Linked DNA regions of Mus musculus: all the other regions are linked to region 4. The links are chromatin contacts, called in public ChIA-PET and Micro-C maps. All regions are on one chromosome and are shown on one strand. The core of a region is the stretch at or near the end of the contact, and the rest is flanking DNA. Distances in the headings are between cores, read along the strand shown. Region 1 overlaps Pogz (pogo transposable element with ZNF domain). Region 2 holds the start of Pi4kb (phosphatidylinositol 4-kinase beta). Region 3 holds the start of Psmb4 (proteasome (prosome, macropain) subunit, beta type 4). Region 4 holds the start of Snx27 (sorting nexin family member 27).

What was found. A called contact is a pair of places that touch in the nucleus more often than the background predicts. ChIA-PET counts read pairs in DNA pulled down with a chosen protein or histone mark.
Region 1: a contact with region 4 is called in an RNA polymerase II ChIA-PET map of memory CD8 T cells, with 10 read pairs. The contact joins the enhancer-like site here to the promoter of Snx27 in region 4. A contact is called at or near these places in 16 of 39 promoter capture datasets (the C10 cell line, the HPC-7 cell line, cranial neural crest and 10 more), 2 of 484 Hi-C or Micro-C datasets (embryonic retina and stem cell-derived neurons), 2 of 115 datasets of contacts at active chromatin or transcription factors (effector CD8 T cells and memory CD8 T cells) and 2 of 9 other capture datasets (liver and pancreatic islet).
Region 2: a contact with region 4 is called in a Micro-C map of embryonic stem cells, with 4 times the contacts expected there. The contact joins the promoter of Pi4kb here to the promoter of Snx27 in region 4. A contact is called at or near these places in 10 of 39 promoter capture datasets (the 3T3-L1 cell line, 3T3-L1-derived adipocytes, the C10 cell line and 7 more), 1 of 484 Hi-C or Micro-C datasets (embryonic stem cells) and 2 of 115 datasets of contacts at active chromatin or transcription factors (memory CD8 T cells and microglia).
Region 3: an RNA polymerase II ChIA-PET map of memory CD8 T cells shows a contact between it and region 4, with 38 read pairs. The contact joins the promoter of Psmb4 here to the promoter of Snx27 in region 4. A contact is called at or near these places in 19 of 39 promoter capture datasets (the 3T3-L1 cell line, 3T3-L1-derived adipocytes, the C10 cell line and 11 more), 2 of 484 Hi-C or Micro-C datasets (CD4 T cells and embryonic stem cells), 4 of 115 datasets of contacts at active chromatin or transcription factors (astrocytes, effector CD8 T cells, embryonic stem cells and 1 more) and 2 of 9 other capture datasets (adipose tissue and liver).

What each region holds. Positions count from the first base shown.
Region 1 is chr3:94,850,640-94,853,339 of GRCm38.p6, reverse strand. All of the region lies in intron 1 of Pogz (pogo transposable element with ZNF domain), which reads right to left. Among named protein-coding and RNA genes, the nearest start is that of Pogz, 15 kb to the right of the region's middle. Within about 2 kb of position 1,404, at least 79 of the 459 cell types and tissues checked have an H3K27ac peak or open chromatin away from gene starts, as enhancers often do. A contact at or near this core is called in the HPC-7 cell line, effector CD8 T cells and memory CD8 T cells, where this site is marked.
Region 2 is chr3:94,973,463-94,976,162 of GRCm38.p6, reverse strand. It overlaps Pi4kb (phosphatidylinositol 4-kinase beta), which reads right to left and starts at 1,432. Exons shown (of 11, transcript NM_175356.3): 1 at 1,078-1,432. It overlaps B230398E01Rik (a long non-coding RNA gene), which reads left to right. Exons shown (of 4, transcript XR_003954666.1): 2 at 1-814.
Region 3 is chr3:94,885,683-94,888,382 of GRCm38.p6, reverse strand. Psmb4 (proteasome (prosome, macropain) subunit, beta type 4) reads left to right here and starts at 1,425. Exons shown (of 7, transcript NM_008945.3): 1 at 1,425-1,614; 2 at 1,736-1,942; 3 at 2,162-2,308; 4 at 2,642-2,700. The coding sequence starts at 1,475.
Region 4 is chr3:94,581,297-94,583,996 of GRCm38.p6, reverse strand. It overlaps Snx27 (sorting nexin family member 27), which reads left to right and starts at 1,281. Exons shown (of 12, transcript NM_001082484.2): 1 at 1,281-1,752. The coding sequence starts at 1,448.

The sequences.
Region 1 (2,700 bases), core at 155-2,654, 270 kb before region 4:
ACTTACTATGTAGACCTAGTTGGCCTTGAACTCACAGAAAACTACAGGCTTCAATCTCCCAAGTGAGGAATTAAAGGCAGCAATGGTTGAAAGGGACAAGCAGGGAGGAGCTAGGAAGATGGGAAGGACCTGAGTTCAGACCCCAGAACCAACATACAAAACAAAAGCCCCAAACAAAAAAGCAAACAGATGAACCACTAGGTGTGGTGGTGAGGTGCTTTAAATCAGAGCACTCGGGAAGGGAGGAAACAGGCTGATCCCGACACCTCACTGAGCAGCCAGCCTAGACTGCCCGAAACAGCAGCTCAGGGTCAGTGAGGACCTTGTCTTGTCTATGGAAAGCAACAGGGAAATCCCTAACATCAACTCTTGCCTTACACACACATACACACACACACACACACACACACACACACACACACACACACACACTCTCTCTCTCTCCCCCTCTCTCTCACACACACACACACACACTCTCTCTCTCTTTCTCTCTCACACACACACTCATACTCTCTCTCTCTCTCTCTCTCTCTCTCTCTCTCTCTCTCTCTCTCTCTCTCACACACACACACACACACTCTTACACAAATGTTTTTTTGGAAAATTCCACAATGAAGCCCAATACTGTAAAAGCTAATTTTATACTTCTTCTAATAATGTGTTGGGTACAGTGCTTGCCAGCATATGCAATGGTCTCCAGCATACACACAAAACTGTCTAGTTAGTGATCGTGATGTTTAGGGTCTTTTGTTGGTGTTGCTTTGTTTTTGAGATAGAGTTTCACTATGTAGCCCTTGAAATCGATTGGTGGACCATGCTAGCCTTGAACTCACAGAAACATAACTATTTCTGCCTCTCAAGTTCATGTCTGACTCACTGGTTGTTATTGTTTTGGTTTTTCTGAGACAGGATGTCTCTATGTAGCCCTGAATGTCCTAGAACTATGTACACCAGCCTGCCCTTAATGCCAAACCTTGACTTCACAGTTTTGTCATCACTACACACTAGAATCATGAGAAGAATCTCAGTGAGGGACTGGCTATACTGGGTTGGCCGATGTATATGTCCTGGGAAACATTTTTACTTTATTTTTTTATTTCATTTTATGTATATGAGTATGTTTGCCTGCCTGTGTTACAAGATATTTGACTATTGTACATAGAAAACCCAATTGTTAGCAAAATATAAAAACTTCAATAGATACTGCATTTACATGTCAGACACAGTTAGTTACAAGTGTCCTGTAGCGGTGCAGTTTGAGTATTCATCTAAAAAACCTCTACAGACAAGAACACAAAAGAATGAAAAGTACCTGCCTATCTTAAAGCAAGTTGCTTGGGAGAGAGAGGTCTTGTGGTCTTGGCTCTATGATCTGAAGCAAAGTCAGCTAGATGGCCTAGAGCTACCCCACCAAGACAGGAAGTGGTTTGTCCCCTACTGTGGCTTGCCACACTAAGCTAGTGACATGGTTCAGCCTGCCAAGGGTGAAGTTTCTTTTATAAGCAATTGGACCTTTAATAGAGCTCTCTTGCCCGCCTGCCACCCCTTCCCCCCCCCCCTCTTTCTCCGCTTAGAAGAGCCTTTAGGAAAAGAGCTCCAGGTAAGAGATAAGAATTTCCTCTTTAGGTTTGTAGGAACAACAGAGAAACAGCTGCAGGCCACTGGTAAAATAATATTCTAGGAAAGAAAGCTAAGGAGTCCTCTTGGGTTTCAAAGAGCTCAAGAGAAAGGTAGACTAGACTAGTTAGGTACAATGACACAGATAGAAAGTGACTGCTAAAGAGCTAGTAATTTAGTTGTAGAATCAGGCTTGTAAATAGATAGTTTGTGTATAGTTCAGAAAACAAAGTTCCCTCACTGAGGTAGCAGGCTTTTAACTCCTGCTAGTTTATGCCTCCTGTCTCTTTACAGGTATAAATATTAGATAATTTAAATGGCTACATGTATGTCTGTGTATCACTTGTTTGCATTGAGCCCTTGGAGGCCAGAGGTGTCAGATGCCCCTAGAATTAGTTATAGATTGTTTTGAGCCTCATTGTGGACGCTGGTAATTGAACCCCAGACCTCTGGTTCCTAACTACTGAGTCATCTATCCAGCCCCTGACTGTTTTAATTAATTAAGTTAACTGACCCAGATCACTGTGGGTGTCACCATTTCCTAGACAGAGAGTGCTAAACTGTATAAGCTGAGAAAAACTGACTGACAGCAGTTAAGAGTTAGGGCTCTTCCAAGACCAGATTCAATTCTCAGCACTCACATGGCAGCTTACAACTGTCTGAAACTCCAGTTCCAGTGGATCTGGTACCCTTGCATAGACATACATGGAGGCAAGACATCAATGTACATAGAAATAAATATATGTTAAAAAAGGGAAAGAAAAACTGATCCGAACACAAGCAAGCAGGTGAGCATGTATATATCTATTTCTTTTCTATTCTTTTAAAAGATTTATTATATCTTATTATTATATTATAGCTATCTTCAGACACACCAGAAGAGGGTGTCAGATGTCATGTGGTTGTGAGCCACCATGTTGTTGCTGGGTTTTGAACTCAGGACCTTTGAAAGAGCAGTCAGTACTCTTAACCGCTGAGCCATCTCTCCAGCCCTTCTTTTCTGTTCTTGACTGTGGAAATGATGTAACTAGCTGTTTTAAGTTCCTGCCCTGACTTACCTGCAATGATAGATACACTATAACC
Region 2 (2,700 bases), core at 183-2,682, 390 kb before region 4:
ATCTTTCCTAGTGGTTGCTCTTAAACACTCAACAAAATGTAATCTGATTGATAGACTTCTTTAAAAGTTGCTTCATCCTTCAGAAACACACATCTGTCCAGAAAAGCTTGAGACAACTGTGGCTCCCCATCCTCTCACATCTTCTTAGTTCAAGCTTTAGCTGATCTGAAATCATATGTGGAGATAAAAGGCATGATAGAGAACACTTAAAGACCACAGGGAAAACAGAGCCGAGGGAGACAAACATCAGCCGAATCCTGGAGAGAATGTCAAAAGTTGGAAATCCCTGGAGAGAATGTCAAAAGTTGGAAATCACTATCTGTAGGGGTGTTCACGGCAGAGCTTTCTCCTACGGGAAGCCCTCCAGAGGGCTGGAGATTGAGAAAGGGGAAAGAGAAGCCAAAGACAGCTTCAGGTATCATCAGGCACCCTAGAGAGGGGTTGAGGACTAAGGTCAAAGTGGATGGTATCTGGGTATGATGACAGTAGTCTGAGATCCTTTAAGGAGAAGGGAATAGGCAATTCTTGGAAGTCAGGAGCTGGGGGAGTGGGTCATGGTGAGGTCATGGAATTGGAAGCAGAAGAGAGGGATACAATCTGTAGCTGAGGGAAATGAGAACTCTGTGCTGAGATTGCACAGACTCGGAAGAGTGGGGCAAAATAGGAAAAGGGATAAAGGCGGAGTCCATGGAAGAGGCTTGTGAGCAGAAACACAAACGGCGAGGAAGGCAAACATGGATGATATTGTAGAAGGGGTCAAATGTGGAAAAGGTTCACGACTTAGGAAGATAGTTACGGAACAGAGGCAACAGAGGTACGAAGTGTGTGTCCTGCTGGTGGGGAGGTGGAATCCACGGGGCAGAGGGAGGGGCTAAACTGAAGAGGAAGCCAGAAAGCAGAGAAGACTACCCCGGGCCCGAGAGGAAAGGGTGAAGGACCTCGGGGTGCAGCTGCCACCAGGGGGGCAGTTTTGTAGTCGAACCCAGGTCGCGGTAGGCTGGGCGGGACAGGGTGGCAGAAGGACCCCCCCACACACACACACAGGCAAAGGCGACTCACGGGGGAGGAGCCGCTTACCTCCGGGGAACCCTCGCGGAGGGGGTGCAGGCGGTCGGGGTCGGACTGCCGACACCGCCGCCTCAGCAGCAGCGGCCGCTCCCGGGTTCCATTGGCCGCCTGCGCTTCCCTGACAGCGGCCGCGGCGGCTGCTCCAGGCCCCGGCTGCGGGGCTGCCCGCGGCGCCGCCTGAAGGGGCCTTCACGCAACTTCAAGTTGGACCGGACCCCACTAGCAGGACACAAAATAACAATTCCTTGGCGGGTTCCGATGTAAGAGTCCCCTGGGCCCGAGCCTTTCTTCCGGGAGATTGCTTTCCTGCTTCCCGGTGTCAGGACACTACTGATGCCATCGTAATCTGAGTCGAGTGAGCTGCCCGACTCACGCCTGTTCAGAAAGGAAAAGGGGGCGGGGAAGAGCTTTTGGAAGCTAGGGAGGGGGGGCAGGGAGGAGGGGCTTACGGGGGAAGGCGGGCCCTGTGTTTGAGGGCGGGCCTAAGAGACAGGCTTTACTAAGGAAGCCGAGAGGGAAGTAGCGTGGGTAAGATCAGTGGAGGGACGTGGAGGTACCGATATTTTATGTACTTCCAAAAGTGTATGAACATGCAAATTATATATAAACTATTCATTTGCGTAAACCACTGAGTTACCGTAACTGCCACCAGTGGCTTTTTTCTCCCTCTCCTATCCTACGGGATTTCTTTCGTAAGTCAGCCGGTAGGACCCATGCAGGAGGGCCAGAAAACAGACAAGAAAGAGAAGGGACGAAAAAAGGAGTACAATCACCTTCATTTCCCTCTTCCTACTCATCTTTAAGGATGATGCCATGAGTTTGCCCCTATAGCTTCAGGAATGGCCCAGTCCAACCGCCTCAATCTTTCACTGTTTCGCACCATCACTCTGGGACAAGGTGCTGCTTCCAAGGTCACCCCAGCTGCCAAAGCCTTAACAGAGGCTGGACAAGCCAGCTTAGGAAAAGTGAGTGAAATGACAAAAGTTTGGCTTATTCCTTTTCCGAAGGCTACAAAATCATGTGAGACAGGCCTCATAGACCCCTCCCCCCCCCCCCACAATCACTGTCCCAACGCTTTTCCTGGGACTTTTCTTAGTATCTTAGGCCCCTTGTAAGGGTAGGTTTGTTTGACAGGGTTTCTCTGTGTAGCCCTGGCTGTCCTGGAACTCACTGTGTAGACCAGGCTGGCCTTGAACTTAGAAATCTGTCGACCTCTGCTTCCCAAGTGCTACGCCTAAAGACGTGTGCCACCACTGCAGGCGGGTAGGTTCTTAATATTCTACGGGTTGAGCCTAGCTCTTGGGTGACATCTTCATTGCACTTATAAGCTGATTTGAGATCTTTGTTTCCTTTTTTTTTCTTTCCCTTTCTTCTCTAGCTTCCTTCCTATCCTCTTTCCCTTTTTAGAGACAGTCTATTTTTCCCAGGCTGCTTGTGATATTCCTTGGCTCAAGCCACTGGCCTGTGGAACATGTGGGAATATATCCACATGCCCCCAAGCTGGACTAACCCTCAACTTCTGTATAATAATATTGACAATATTATTATAGCACTACATTAACAACAGTAGTATCTGATGTAATAACATTTTCTAAGGTTTGGGGGAGGGGATCAAGAAAGTATGGGTTATAG
Region 3 (2,700 bases), core at 176-2,675, 300 kb before region 4:
GAGTTCAATTCCCAGCAACCACATGGTGGCTCACAACCATCTGTAATGGGATCCGATGCCCTCTTCTGGTGTGTATGAAGACAGCTACAATGTACTCATATAATAAATAAATAAATCTTTTTTAAAAAAGGATTGTATACACTAGAGTCTCTGAAGGAAATACAAGAGAATATTAGGCAAAATTAATATTCAGACAAATAATGTCTGGATTATATAGGAAAGAGCCTCTGTGGGGAGGGGAATCCTGGCCCCTGGGCTGGAAAAGTTCAGAGTAAAGGGTGGGTTGTGCCAGGTAGGGACTGAGGGATGCTGGGAGAACCTGGAGGCTATGTCGACTTGAATATGTTAAATATGCACCTCAGCCAATTGTTCTGGGTCAGAACTTCAACATCAATATTCTCTCATATGTGGAATCTAGGTGTGTTTGTATGTGTGTATTAGGTCAGGAAAGTAGAAAGGTGCTCATAAGGAAAAGGCTCTTTAGGGACCCGGGTGAAGGATTAGAAGGTAATAGAACACGTGTCAGTGGAAGCACGAAGGGTCTTCTTAGACAGGGAGGAGGAAGCAGGAAGACAGGGAAGGCACTGAGATGGGCACCAGTGAGGGTAGAGTAAAACGACATCTAGGATGAAAAGGCTGTAATGAAACCTATTGTTTTGTATGCTATCTTGAGGGGGCAGGGGAATTCCTCCACTGCCTCTAGTTCACTGTGGATTCTTTTTTCTTTTAATACAAGATCTCTCAGTAGTTCAGGTTGTCCTGGACTCTGAGTGTAGTCCAGAATGGTCTTGTACTGGAGGCATTCCTTCTGTTCCAGCCTTCTGAATACTAAGATTTTTCTCTTTCTCCCTCTTCTCTCCCCCCCACCCCCCCTTGTTCACCACATAAGTGCCTGGTGCCCTCAGGGCTAGAAGAGGAGTTACAGGTGATTGTCAGCCACCCCGTGGGTGCTTAGATTCGAACCCCAGTGCTATAAACGTGGGCCATCTCTCCCCTTGGTTTGTATCTTTTCTACCTTTTATTGACTGTAACGGGGTAAACCACTGTATCTTATGCTTCGGCTTCTTATCTATCAAATAAGTTGATAATGCCTGCTCTATTGGCCGGCTCTGAGAAGTAAAACAGTAAGAGAGCTTGGGTCCAGTGATTCTTCAAGCCTTGTTTTTGATATTGATCCAAAAAGCACATGGTAACAGGTCCTGGTGCTTGTCCCACACGGCCTGCTCCTCCTGAATTGTCAGAATACTGGGATCTAGGCATCCCTACTGCAGTGGGATACGGGGATGCGGCCTTGTGCATTTCTGTCAGTCTTGGCGGCTACTCTGGACCAGGACTCCTCAAACGGCTTTATAAATACAGAGCCGGAGTCCTGACCCATGGAAGAGGCAGGCAGGAAGAAGAGAGGCGTGGCAAAGGACCACTTCCGTTTCCGGTGACGCTAGCGCTTTCATTTCTGTCGGCTGAGGTGACTAAGATGGAAGCGTTTTGGGAGTCACGGGCTGGCCACTGGGCCGGGGGTCCGGCTCCAGGGCAGTTTTACCGCATCCCGGCCACCCCCAGCGGCCTCATGGACCCGGCGTCGGCGCCCTGCGAGGGTCCCATCACTCGGACCCAGTGAGTCGCGCTCTCACCGCGCCGGGAATGGGCGGCGGGCCGGGATGCGGGGACCTCTGATGCGCGGGCGCCAGCAATCGGGGCTCCGGCCTCGCGCTCAGGGACCCTTTTCACGATTCAGGAACCCCATGGTGACCGGGACATCGGTACTCGGGGTGAAGTTCGACGGCGGAGTGGTGATTGCTGCAGACATGCTGGGCTCCTACGGCTCCCTGGCTCGTTTCCGCAATATCTCTCGTATTATGCGAGTCAACGACAGCACTATGCTGGGTGCCTCGGGAGACTACGCTGATTTCCAGTATTTGAAACAAGTTCTCGGCCAGATGGTGTAAGTCGCCTCCAAGTGGAGCGGACAGCCTTCCGTTTATTATTCCTGTAGGCGGGATGGAGGGACTTGAGACTTTGGGTAATTGTTGAGACATTTGTGAATGTTTGGAATACTTTTTGGTATTGGGGGGGGTGGTCTTGGATTGTAGAATTGTGTGTAGAACAGGGAGTGGGATGGGGAGCCTGACCTGTTATCATTGCTTTCTCAATTGTATTTAAGGATTGATGAAGAGCTGTTGGGAGATGGACACAGCTATAGCCCTAGAGCTATTCATTCATGGTTGACAAGAGCCATGTACAGCCGCCGCTCCAAGATGAATCCCCTGTGGAACACCATGGTCATTGGAGGCTATGCTGACGGAGAAAGGTATTTGATAACTTCCTTGACCGCCTAACCTAGCACCTATGTAGTGTCTCTTCAGTCTTTAAACAGAATGGTTCTTTACACTTCTTTTGGTATTTGTGCTTGTGTAGTACTGTGTGTGTGTTTGTGTGTGCATGCATCTTCTGCATTGTGGATTCTAGAGATCAAACTTGGGTCATCGGGCATGCTGGCAAGTGCCCTCACCACCGAGCTATCCTGCTTCCCCACCCTCAGGCACTTTGACCCCAGAGAATTTCCATCTTTTAATTCAGACCTAATGGACACAGCTAAGAAATGGAAGATTAGATCAGTTCTTTGATGTGTTTGTCCCTCTAGCTTCCTCGGTTATGTGGACATGCTTGGTGTAGCTTATGAAGCCCCTTCACTGGCCACTG
Region 4 (2,700 bases), core at 32-2,531:
GGGACTGGGCTAGTGCTGTAAAGCGTTAATAAGTTCTAGATGTAAAGACTTGGTACATAGTCATGTTGAGAAAGGTAGTTCTTGGTGCTTCTCCTCTTCTTCTGCTGGATGCCAAGAAGGAAGACTCCTGGCTCGTTATCTCCAGGTTATTTCTCCGGTTGGGGGGTTGTGTTAATATGTCACTTTGGGAGATGAAGTAATGTCCCCCTCAGGACAAAGAGCAAGTCTACTGTATTCCTTTGTACAGAATGGCAACCTTTCCAAGTTGTGTGTCTTAGGCTCTGATACCTTAGGGGAACATCACTCATCAGAGCTCTTTATCTACATGGTGCTTGGTGGGGAAGAACTGAGAATACCTGAGGAGGCTGATACTGTTTCCTTTGTCTTTGCTTTGTGGAATCTTGTGTATTCTACAACATCTACTAAACAGGAATGGATTAACTAGTGACCTTATCAGTAGGGGGAAATCAAATACCAAAGTGGAGCAGTGATGGCGTAGATTGCTATGTGCATTATTTCTGTCATTACTTGCTGTCACCAGGCACCCAGCTCTATCAAGTTTATATCCTGCCAGATCGCCAAAAACACCAACTGCATGCTTTCTAAGAATTCTCTTGTGCTATTGGAAGAAATGAAATAAACAAGATAAAAGCAACTTCAAAACTCTTGCTAAATTAAAATTATTGACCACTTTAATATCCAGTTCTAAATCATGGAAGCTGTTGTTTTCCTCCACACATGCTTTTTTGTATGTCTGTATATAGCCGTGAAGTTGCAATAACATGGAAAAGAAAGTTGCGCAAAAACAGCTGAGCTTTAAATGCTGTTACATAATTGCTGCTTGACTTTGGTAACACTAAAGTTCCGTATCCTAATACTTGAAATAAGGAACCGAATTCACGATCTGGTTGTATCACTTGATTGCTGGGGCTTTGTCCAACATGAATATACAAATGAATAACCGATTCAAGATTGCAATGAATCACCAACTAGTGGTCGGGCATAATCCCAGCAATCAGGAGGCAGAGGCAGGTGGATCTCTGAGTTTGAGGTCGGCCTGCTTTACAGAGCCAGTTCAGGACAGCAAGGGCTACAAAGGGAAACCCTGTCTCGAAAAAACAAAACAAAAAAAGATTCTCATCATCCAACCAAGGAAACTTAACCAGAGCCCAAAGCCCAATAAACCACAACTCCCAGAAGGCTTTGAGCCCGGATGCGTCATGCACCATTTGCAGAACTACATCTCCCAGGAGGCCCTGCAGCGCCCAACCGTCTGCTTCTCCCGCCTTGCTCCCTTTTCCTCACCCCCTCGCAGCGCGGTGGCCCACTAGCTCCAGCGGTCGGCGGAGCGGGCGCGCGCCGGGGTCGCGCGGCTGCCGGAGGGGGCGGGCGCGCGCCGGAGGAGTGGAGGCGTAGGGGGGCGGGGGACCGCTCGCTTGCTCGCAAGATGGCGGACGAGGACGGGGAAGGTATTCACCCCTCAGCCCCGCACCGGAATGGAGGCGGCGGCGGGGGGTCTGGGCTCCACTGCGCCGGGAACGGTGGCGGGGGAGGCGGCGGCCCGCGGGTCGTGCGCATTGTCAAGTCCGAATCCGGCTACGGCTTCAACGTGCGGGGCCAAGTGAGCGAGGGCGGGCAACTGCGGAGCATCAACGGGGAGCTGTACGCGCCGCTGCAGCATGTGAGCGCCGTGCTGCCCGGGGGGGCGGCCGACCGGGCCGGGGTGCGCAAAGGGGACCGCATCCTGGAGGTGTGAGTATCGCTGCCGCCACGCCCCGTCCTCCTATCCTTCGCCTGTCCTGGCCCCGCACCCTGTCACCCAGGCCGCACCTCTCTTAGCTCGAGAGCCTGCCGCGACCCTCGCCCCCCGCGGGCCTTCGCGGCCCGGCTTGGAGCCTCCTGCTTTCCTGGCGTCTCCAGTTTGTGCTCTCCCTGCTGCTCCCATGCCTTTGGCTGCTCTCAACCCGTTTGCCTTCTTCTATAGCATGCCTCTTTCTGCCCCTTACTGAGGGAGTCTCCTTTCGACCTAGCCAGTACTGTGTCCTCCCCAACTTTTCATCTTTAGCATCATAGTTTCCTGGTCGCTGCCACTCCCCTCAGACCTTGTGGACTGTCCCTTCTGCCCTCTAGACCTGATAGGACCTGTGGTCAGCTCATTTTCCTCTGGAGGCATCATTTCTCCCCACCTTAACCCTCCACCCACTTTCCTTAGTTATTCCCCGTTATGATAAAAGCACACCGACATTTTTGCATCCACCGTTTGGCCTTTTCTCCCCTCTTCTTCTTTGTAGTCACACCATCTCGAGTATACCTTATCACATGCGTTTTTGGGGGAGGGGTTGCAACCTGATTTTCAGGCTAGCTTCTCCATGGCTACATTGCTTTTGAGTACAGCCTTTTCTGGCTCCCCGACTTCCCACGTGCACCACTCCTCACACCTTGGAGTTCGGTTTAATAGTGCTCCTAGCTCCTGCTTCCCTCAGACTGCAGTCGACTTAGGTCTTTGCCCGCTCCGTTTTCCTCCTGCTCTGTGCTATTGCAATCCTACACTTTAAATTTCTCGACGTAGCTTTCCCTTCTCTTTTTAAGGCCCCTTCTGCTGTTGCAACCCACCTTCTGCTGCAGTCTTCCTTCATCGAACTTGTTCAGGCTCACTTGTCACCACCACATCCCTTAAAGCTCCAGAGATGTTGTCTTGGC